Linked DNA regions of Ovis aries: region 1 is linked to region 2. A link is a contact called in public Hi-C data. All regions are on one chromosome and are shown on one strand. The core of a region is the stretch at or near the end of the contact, and the rest is flanking DNA. Distances in the headings are between cores, read along the strand shown. Region 1 overlaps BUB1B (BUB1 mitotic checkpoint serine/threonine kinase B). Region 2 holds the start of SRP14 (signal recognition particle 14).

The links. Hi-C and Micro-C count contacts between places; a contact is called where the count stands out from the background.
Region 1: a contact with region 2 is called in a Hi-C map of tail adipose tissue, with 4 times the contacts expected there. The contact joins the enhancer-like site here to the promoter of SRP14 in region 2. A contact is called at or near these places in 6 of 16 Hi-C or Micro-C datasets (blood, mixed tissues, omental adipose tissue and 2 more).

What each region holds. Positions count from the first base shown.
Region 1 is chr7:34,045,161-34,050,318 of ARS-UI_Ramb_v3.0, reverse strand. BUB1B (BUB1 mitotic checkpoint serine/threonine kinase B) reads right to left here. Exons shown (of 24, transcript XM_042252264.1): 22 at 3,472-3,643; 23 at 2,586-2,692; 24 at 618-1,171. The coding sequence ends at 940. It overlaps LOC105608910 (a long non-coding RNA gene), which reads left to right. Exons shown (of 5, transcript XR_006060351.2): 5 at 2,435-3,103. Among named protein-coding and RNA genes, the nearest start is that of PAK6, 15 kb to the left of the region's middle. Within about 2 kb of position 3,323, at least 3 of the 54 cell types and tissues checked have an H3K27ac peak or open chromatin away from gene starts, as enhancers often do.
Region 2 is chr7:33,903,088-33,908,452 of ARS-UI_Ramb_v3.0, reverse strand. It overlaps SRP14 (signal recognition particle 14), which reads left to right and starts at 3,229. Exons shown (of 5, transcript XM_004010441.5): 1 at 3,229-3,283; 2 at 3,432-3,504; 3 at 4,023-4,135; 4 at 5,315-5,347. The coding sequence starts at 3,260.

The DNA of each region.
Region 1 (5,158 bases), core at 2,074-4,573, 140 kb before region 2:
AACCTGATGTAATTCAAGCTTCTGTTTAGTGGTCTAATACTTTATCTAGACCTATGCACTCCCAAATGAGTCCATGTGTCAAAGTCATCTTTTTATTCTAACATTCTGCCCCTTCAAATTTTTCAAATGAAAAACCTTCTTCTAATCCTTCATTAACCTTGCTCCTAACAAGTCATTTTGCATGTAACAGAATGATGATCATTCCATTTCTGAAAGGTTGCTATAAGTCCATTCAAAACCTTTTTTCCCCTAACTCACACAGCCCTTATCAAGAGGCCCAGCAGCAGCAGCACCACTAGATTATATAAGTAGACCAAGGGGCACGGTGGATAAAAAAATGAAAACATTAAGACATAATAAAAACAACTTTACCACTTGAAACTTAAGAAAATTTGGCCTTGTATAAACCATTTAATCTACTTTTCAATCTAGACCATTTAATGGAAAGTCCCGAACACCTTCAGGAATGGTTGGCTATTCTATATTATTATGATCCTATAATACCAGTTGCAAGTCTAGAATACACAAATTTCCATGGTAAAGTAGCTCCTGTCTGCAAAATAAGGCTATTTATTATCTTAGTTGGCAAAAAGTAGATGAGATGTTAGAAGCACAAATTTAACAAATACTGGTTTATTATTTACAAAATACATAGTGATCATAAGGATACATGTTACAAATTACAAATGGGAAGAGTACAAGGAAAAGTTGAGGCAAATGTGTTAAATGACAGCAAGGTACCCATTAATATTGAGTCCATTTAGAATAAAACTGTTCTTTGTTAAGCTTAGTCAAGGCCAAGAGTAGGTACATTGTTGAGAAGAAAATGCCAGTTACCTAGAAATATACTTCTATCAAAAAGTAGAAAAGTATTAGTAGTGTACCTAAATTAAACCACAGCATACACAGATCCAGCATTCCACAGTACAACCGTTGATTTTAGGCAGGAATCTGTGAGAGGCTTGACTGCCTATCTTGCTGCAAGAGGAAAGCCCCAGGACTGATTAACTTCCCCACTTTCCAAAAAGCTTTGTTCAGGTGACTTTGGAATGTGGTGTCAAACACCCCATTCATTTCTGCTGCAAGTTCCCCCAGAACAGACACTGTGGACTCGTCACTGGCATTCAGAATCCGCAAAAAGAATTTATTCCACAATTCACCATCTTTTAGCCTAAAAATATATAAAACCATTTTCATCAAGATTAGGCATATAGGAGTTTGAATTCTTTCTGTGTTTAACTCAATGGTACATTTATGCACCAACATGGTTTAAGGTAATACCTAACTCTAGGGTTAGAGATCAAGTAGTGTCCTTTGAAAGCGCAAGGTGAAACTACAAAAAAAAAAAAAAAAAAAAGACTACCACAGTGGGAAAAGTTATAATACAATGAACACACCTAAAGGGAAAGAAAATCTTTCATTTGAATCTATAAATTTCCTCCATGTACTGAGATGCAGCACTTCTACAACTAGAAGAAAAACAAAATTTCTCTCCTCTCCTCTAACTTTCCTAATGTCTAGGTCATTTAAAAAGATGACAGCTTCCTCTCTCCCCTTGCCCAGTAGTTCATTATCTTTACAACCTTCGAAGAATCTTAAGCTTGACTGAAGAAACTACTGCTTAAGTCTATGATGTTTGTATTAAAAAAATAATTTTTTTTAAACAGATAAGCTTCTATTATTGTATAAGGCAAGGTTGTTAGAAAATCCCACCTGCCCCTACCTGCTTCCACTTGTGTAAGACTCATCTAGGACCATAACCAACTGGAGATACCTAACTCTATCCTATGTTATGCCTTAATTATATTTCAAACCCATTTTGAAAGTATATGTTAGAGACAAATAAGACTGGCCAATTCTGAGTAAAGAAAAACAACAATTCAATTGTTGGGAGGGGAAAATGGAAGTAAAGTGGTATTAAAGTATCAATACTGATTTTTCTTTTAACTAAAGAATCTATTAGTAGGTGATAGATTGTTATACTTATTCTGGGAAGTTAACAGCTATGATAAGGTAAGATGGAAGATGGGATATTTATCAAGTATTACGAGCAGGCTTGAGGGAATACTAAGGTTCTAAGACCGAGCAACTCTTACTAAGAGAGCATTTACTTCCTCACCAAGGAGATTCAATTCTCTGCTTTGGTTTTATTCATTCACTAAATAAATAATAGCCTAAAATTGTGTAATTTAGAAATTTAACTCTCTTCAAGAGATGCTTATTACCTTTTCATAAAAGCAATTAAAAAGGGGTATAAGACTAACACCAATTGGTTAGAAATTATTCTCACAAAATGTTTCTATTAAGACGTCTAAACTGAGAGACTTCCATAGTCAACCTATATGTCGTATTTATATATCTAGGTTCAAAATAATGTCCTGAAGCTGAATAGTTTGATTCCCTTTTTATTAATAATTCCTTTGTCCTACACAAGGTACTCCACTGAAGATCTAATGAAAACTGGTTAAAATTAATGAAATCATGGCATTTGGATTAAGAAACCAAGCTGTCAAAGCTGAGAGAGCACCGGAGAGAAAGAGAAGATCATTTGGACAGGCAAAGATCCTGAAATCAGCAATACTTACTCAGAAATATTTTGGCTAAGTTTCCAGAGGGACCCATCCCAGAAGACCTGTAGGTGCTCCTTGAACAATAATAAATGCGCTAAATCTGCTACACCAAACAGATCTACCTGAAATCACAAAGAGCACTATCAGCTAAAATCACTCTCTGCCACTATGATGCCAGTTTATTTATACAGGAAGTTGACAGGCATTACAGTGCTTAGCTCAGTTTATTTTATGACATACATTTTAGTAGACTGTTCTTATCCTTACAGTGAAGGGAGAAACTCCCCAAAGAAGTGAGCAGCAGAGCCAACTCTAGGAATTATCCTTAAGAACAAAAATATCTGGACTGTCAAATGCAAATTTGTATACCTACTAAATATGCATGGACTCCAGCTGTGATCTAAATGTGTTGCACGTGACTAGTTCACGGTTATGCTATATATTCAATCAGCAAATGCCATATATCCAGAGCTAAGTCAAAAGGGATTTTTGCATATAATGCCACCATATAAAACAGTTTACATTTGTCCTAATGTTCTTTTTATATACTTTATTTCATTTATTCCTCACAAGAGTTCTAATGTACATATAGCAAACTATTATCTTTATTTTACAGAGAGGATCACAGAAAATGATTTACAAAATACAACACAGATAAGTGGTAGAAACGGCCCTGACACTTAGGCTACTGAGTTAGTCATGTGTCTGCACGTGTATGTGTATATTCTTCAGTGTTGTGACAGAAAAACGGTACATTTTGCTTGACTTGGTGATATATGAAAACTAGGTCATCTGTTTCAGGAGAGACAGTATCAGCAAACATTAGCTTTCATGGCTTATTTAGGTAAGAAAGAGATTAAGAAACCCTCTCCATATTTGCTCTGGCTTATTTTACACTTACCTGGTAGGCAGAAGAACAGTTAGCCAGGATCTTTTGTCCTTCCAGGGTCTGTACAGTCCGAAAGCCACTGAGGTTAAAAACGTCTAGCTGTGCCCTAAGGTCAACACTGTAGGAGAAGTCCACTATCTTCAAAGCTTGATTGTTCTTATTAAAATCATAGGGATCGTGGATTCTAAGCCCAAATTTAAGAGAAGGAGATTAAAAAAACAGGCCACGAAAGAAGCTGCATAGCTGGTCTTTTAAAAAAAAAAAAGCAAAGAAAAAGAGGAGGTACTGCAGGTGTGCTTTAGCTATGCCAATAGCTCCCTCAAGTGGTTAGTTGTGAAAATGCACCTGTAAGAGAAGTGCCTGTATCCACCCAACTGGGGAATGTCAAGAGTGGTTTACTGGCCTAAGCTATAGAAGCCAAAGAGCATGGTCACAACAGAACACTTCCCGAGTTTTCATATTATATAAACTAAGTACCAGAAGCAGAATGCAGGCCTGGGCCTTGTACTATAGATATTAACATATATAATAGCAATAATTCATACACTACCAAGGATTACGATGGAGGAAATTAAGCTTTTATAGGTGGCATAGCCTTTCTTGTTTACTATTATAGATTAGGCTTTCTGAATGTCATTCAGACTCCTTCATTGAATTTAATCAAAAACAACATAAGACTGTTTTTTGGTAAAGTGACACCTTTACAAAATACTGTAAACTATCCTGTTTACAGTAAACTAATACCATACTCTATCTTATACTTATCTGTAATTCCAACCCTTATTTCCTTAAAAAATACACACACACACACAACTTCATAGCACTAAATCACTACTGATTTTCCTTGGAATTACCTATTCCATGTAATAAAGCTGTTCTCCAAAGAGATATAGGAATTATTTATATGAGGAAAACATGGATTATTTTTTATGTGTTCCTTTTCTTTCTCTGCTTTCTCAGTTCCTGATTGATATCAATGGCAGGTCCTATATTTCTAAATAGAGGCTTTGATTAATCCTATCACATATACCTCCACAGCACCAGCTTATCTATTTTACTTTAAAATTTACAACTGTTCCCATTTTTCTTTACAATTTTGTTTTGGCCATAAAACTGTAATCCCCAAATATTTTCAAAACTTGGGAGAGGTAGGAAAATGTTTCTTAGAATAATGAAAAGCAGAAAGGTCTCCTAACTCTCTAATCTTCCATTCACTGTTACCCTGGGCAAGACATTCCACTTTCTTGGATCTCATTTTACCCACACACAATGTAGAAACTGCATTAAGTGACTTCAAAAGGCTCTTTCAATTCCTTGTGAATCTATACAACATTTCCTATCAAATTTGAAAAGTTGTGACATATTAAAAGGCAATGTCCCTTGAACACTATGTGGTTTTCTAGAGTCCTCGGGGGACTGAGAGGATATCTAAATATACAGAATACAAATGCCCAATCCTAAAAAGGCTTAGAAAATCTCTTTGCCTACAATTCCTGAGAAAAGCCCTGTGAACTCTAGTACTATCCCTCTGAAATTTCAGTGCTGTGAAACAGAATCAAAATAAAAACTGTACCAGGGTTTTTCACATTTAGAAACATATGGGGAGATTTTTGGTGATCACAATGACTGGTTGACTGTAACTTGTATTTAATTGGGTGGGAGGTAATTATAGGGGAATAGATATAAAAATCCTGAAATG
Region 2 (5,365 bases), core at 1,980-4,479:
GGAGATTACCCTGGATTATCTAGGATGGCCTAATATAACCACAGGGTCTTTATAAAAGGGAGGCAAAAGGATCAAAGTCAGTAGTAGGAGACGTGGCAATGGAAACAAGGGGTTATAATGAGGTGAGGAAGGGATGCCATGGGCCAAGGAATGCAAGTGGCTTCTAGAAGGGCAAGGAAACAGATTTTTCCTCTGAAGCTTCCAGATGAGAAGTAGCCCTGCAGACACATTGATTTTAGACTTCTGACCTCCAGACCTGTAAAACACTAAGTTTGTGCAGATTTGTTATGCAGCAATAGGAAGCTAATGCAACTGTCTAATTGGTCTCCCTATTTCCTGCCTTGTCTCCACAGTAGCTTCTCTACACCACAGACCAAAGATCTTTAAAAAATGTAAAATAAATTATCATTGTTCTGTTTAAAACTTCCTTAACAAGAAGCTTTTCTTTGTATTTGGAATAAAATCCAAATTTGTCGTAACCACAGGTCCTATATGAGTCCTATATGAGTTGGTCAGTGGCTACCTCTCCCAGTTTTCCATATTCCTTCACCCCTCCTTCCACATCCACTCCACCCCCACACCCCAAGCCTTATGAACACATGGCAACTTGTTTCCCCTTTGGGGTCTTTGCTCTAGCCATTCTCTGTGTCTGAAACACTCTATTCCTAGATTTTTGAATGGCTGGTCCCTTTAGTTTTAAGCTCAAAGTTCTCCTCAGAGAGATTTCCCTGACACCAACCTGAATCATCCTGTTTAGTTGTCTTCACAGCCGTCATTATCTGAAGCTATACTTCTTCTTTATTATTTATTTCCTTCCTTCTCCTTTAACCCAATTTTCGGGAAACCAGGAATTTGTCTTTTATCCTGCAGTAGCTCCAACTCCAACCATAGTGCCTGGCACAGGCTAAGAGACCCTCAGTGAAAACCCACTGCATGATTTCATACTTGACTGTATCAAGGCCTTAGAGCTGGGGCCACCGAGCCTGGTCAGAGAAGAGGAATAGTTCAGAGGACCCCCTTGGGAACGTAATACAATGGCAATGATAAAAACGACAAGTTCAGTTCAGTCGCTCAGTTGTGTCCAACTCTTTGCGACCTCATGAACTGCAGCATGCCAGGCCTCCCTGTCCATCACCAACTCCTGGAGTTCACTCAGACTCACGTCCGTCAAGTCAGTGACGCCATCCAGCCATCTCATCCTGTCGTCCCCTTCTCCTCCTGCCCCCAATCCCTCCCAGCATCAGAGTCTTTTCCAAAGAGTCAACTCTTCGCATGAGGTGGCCAAAGTACTGGAGTTTCAGCTTTAGCATCATTCCTTCCAAAGAAATCCCAGGGCTGATCTCCTTCAGAATGGACTGGTTGGATCTCCTTGCAGTCCAAGGGACTCTCAATCAAGAGTCTTCTTCAACACCACAGTTCAAAAGCATCAATTCTTCGGCGCTCAGCCTTCTTCACAGTCCAACTCTCACATCCATACATGACCACAGGGAAAACCATGGCCTTGACTAGATGGACCTTAGTCAGCAAAGTAATGTCTCTGCTTTTGAATATGCTATTTAGGTTGGTCATAACTTTTCTTCCAAGGAGTAAGCATCTTTTAATTTCATGGCTGCAATCAACATCTGCAGTGATTCTGGAGCCCCCCAAAATAAATTCTGACACTGTTTCCACTGTTTCCCCATCTATTTCCCATGAAGTGATGGGACCAGATGCCATGATCTTCGTTTTCTGAATGTTGAGCTTTAAGCCAACTTTTTCACTCTTCTCTTTCACTTTCATCAAGAGGCTTTTTAGTTTCTCTTCACTTTCTGCCATAAGGGTGGTGTCATCTGCATATCTGAGGTTATTGATATTTCTCCCAGCAATCTTGATTCCAGCTTGTATTTCTTCCAGTCCAGCGTTTCTCATGATGTACTCTGCATAGAAGTTAAATAAGCAGGGTGAAAATATACAGCCTTGACGTACTCCTTTTCCTATTTGGAACCAGTCTGTTGTTCCATGTCCAGTTCTAACTGTTGCTTCCTGACCTGCATACAGATTTCTCAAGAGGCCGGTCAGGTGGTCTGGTATTCCCATATCTTTCAGAATTTTCCACAGTTTCTTGTGATCCACACAGTCAAAGGCTTTGGCATAGTCAATAAAGCATAAATAGATGTTTTTCTGGAACTCTCTTGCTTTTCCATGATCCAGCGGATGTTGGCAATTTGATCTCTGGTTCCTCTGCCTTTTCTAAAACCAGCTTGAACATCAGGAAGTTCACGGTTCAAGTATTGCTGAAGCCTGGCTTGGAGAATTTTGAGCATTACTTTACTAGCATGTGAGATGGGTACAATTGTGCGGTAGTTTGAGCATTCTTTGGCATTGCCTTTCTTTGGGATTGGAATGAAAACTGACCTTTTCCAGTCCTGTGGCCTCTGCTGAGTTTTCCAAATTTGCTGGCATATTGAGTGCAGCAGCACTTTCACAGTGTCATCTCTCAGGATTTGAAATAGCTCAACTGGAATTCCATCACCTCCACTAGCTTTGTTCGTACTGATGGCCCACTTGACTTCACATTCCAGGATGTCTGGCTCTAGATGAGTGATCACACCATCATGATTATCTGGGTCGTGAAGTGAAGAGCTAATGTTTATTGAGCAGGCTCTATGAGCCGCGCACTGTTTTGTTTAATATTAGCTCATTTATTCTTCAAAGCCACACTGTGAAGTGGATACTATTAGTATACATTGAGGAAACTGAAGCACCGAACTGTTAGGTAACTTGCCCAACACACAGCTGAATGTACACAGCTATAAAGTGAAAGTTGCTCTGTAGTGTCCGACTCTTTGCGACCCCATGGACTTGCCCATGGAATTAACTGAAGTGGGTAGCTTTTTCCTTCGCCATGGGATCTTCCCAACCCAGGGATCGAACCCATGTCTCACGCATTGTAGGCGGATTCTCTACCAGCTGATCCACAACTACAGGTTTCCATCAAATCCTTCCGTGCTCTTACTCCCTTCCGCTGATTGGATGAGGGGATTGCTTGTCTGTGAAATCAGACACACTCCAAAGGCATTCGGGGTCGTCGCTCTCCCGGAACAGAAGGGGGCGTCCCTGAGCGCGGGCGCGAGGTAGGTGGGGCGGAGAAACGGTGGAAGCAGGGATTGTGTGAAAGAGACAAGAAACCTAATAGCGGAAGTCCCGCCCAGGCCGAGTGAAACTTCCGGCTCCAGAGGCTTGGGGCTTGTGCTGACGGAGCGGAGCCAGCAGCGCCGGGATGGTGCTGCTGGAGAGTGAACAGGTATAGCCAGAGATGGCCGGCTGAGGGACCGATGGTGTTTGGGGCTTAGCTCGGGACCTCTGTCTCTTTCTTCTGGAGGGACAGGGACTTGACGAGGCGGGAAGGGGGTTTGTGGTTGCCTAACGGGGCCGGGCTTGTTGTGTTCCAGTTCCTGACGGAGCTGACTAGGCTCTTCCAGAAATGCCGGTTGTCGGGCAGCGTGTTCATCACCCTGAAGAAGTGTAAGCAGCTGTGGACGCGGCAAGGCCGGAAGCGGGCTGGGAGGCGGAGCGAGACCCCGGCCCGGGTGCCCAGTGACTGGGAGCCTCAGGCAGAATCTTTCTGCTGCGCATCCTCTGCTTCCCCTGCCTTCCTCCACCTTATCCTGGGCCCATTCAGAGCTGAGGGGCCAGAGAGTATTAGGGATTGGGGCTGGTGCGGCCCCCAGCACTTAACCACCTAAGTCAGTTCCGGTTCCAGTGGGCCCCAGTCATGTCAGGGCTGTCCTTGTCAAGGATTCCAGGCCGCGCCATGATTAGTGAGGTTTAATGTGCTTTGATATTAGTGTTCCCATCTTGGGAGTAGCAGGTAGGTTCCCAAGATGTGGCCAAGCCATCTGTGATAGCAGATAATGTGGTTAACAGAACTAGATCAGTGGAGGTGGATTAGGTATCCTCTTTGTATCCCTTCCCGACTTATTAACTTTTTGTCTACCTGTTAAGTCTGTGGCTATGTTCAGCAGGATGTATTTTTCATGCAGATGATGGCCGAACTAAACCCATTCCAAGGAAGGGTTCTGTGGAGGGCTTTGAGCCCTCAGACAACAAATGTCTGTTAAGAGCTACTGATGGGAAAAAGAAGATCAGCACTGTGGTAAGTTGGACTCCTAATACTCCTGTTTTGGAATTTTAAAGACTTGAACTTAACTGAGGATGGGTTATATCTGTACCAGGTTTTGTGTTTTTTTTTTTTTTGTAAGTTACTAAATGAAGCCTAGTGTGTAGTTCCCCAGCTGTTAATAGAAAGCCCAAGAGCAAAATTAAAATGAAGGTGGTAGAAGTCAAACACTTGTTAGAAAAAAATATTAGCATATCGGTCCTTACTCAGAGTAGTACTGTAAGGAGCAGCTGGCATATTTGATTCCTTATTCCCTTACTGTGCTGGGGCTTCAGTGAACAGTTTCTTGGTACCAGATGCTTTTTACTTTTAAGCTGATTATTCCTTTATCGTTGTGGTTCAGGTACCAAACATGTATTATATCAGGCTTTGAATTTGAGCATGTAGCCTGGCATGCTACAGTCCATGGGGTTGCAAAGAGTCAGACACTACTGAGCATATGGCACACTGAGTAAGAGTTCTAGCTTTCCCTTTCAAAGTGGAAGTTGATGGGAAAGCAAGAAGACTCCTTGGATCAAATGAATACTTCTTTATTCTACTGGGGCAGAACCAGGCTGCCCTCTAATCAGTATAGGATGTTCAGGATAATGTGGGCTATAATTAGTTGTTTAATCTTCCATTACCAATTATCTTGAGAAGATTTTTACAGTAAAGCAAGCATTTATGTGGCTTAAAAAAATAAAGTTGGGTATCATGAAGTATGGAAAACTAAGGAATCTTCAGACATAAAATTTCTCTTGTGGTAGCTTGCAGTTTGCTTACATGGGCCTGAATTAATGGAAAGTAGGTTTAAAATAAGATGGGGAGGGTGTAATTTAAATGTATCTTGCGCAAAAGGTTAAGTTCTTTGACATTGCTTAGACTCCTTAGAAAAAGTCAGTGCAGTGTGTTTAAGAGATTTCAACAGAGGCGAGAAGCATAGCTTCTTAAGCAGCCCATGTTTCCCATCTTGGTACAATTCTCAAAGTGCAGAGCTACTTTACTTGTTCCTCAGGCAGAGGAAAGTGGAGTAGAAAAATAGCTTTCCCATTCCTGCAGTGGGGAAGAAATATTTTTAAAGGTTAGGATGTCTTCATGAGGCTTTTGAGTTTTACTGGGTGAGGCAGATGATTTTTTTGTGGTAACAGGGGTGATGTTTTCCCCCTTATTTTCCAGGTGAGCTCCAAAGAAGTGAATAAGTTTCAGATGGTGAGTTTCTGGTGTTCT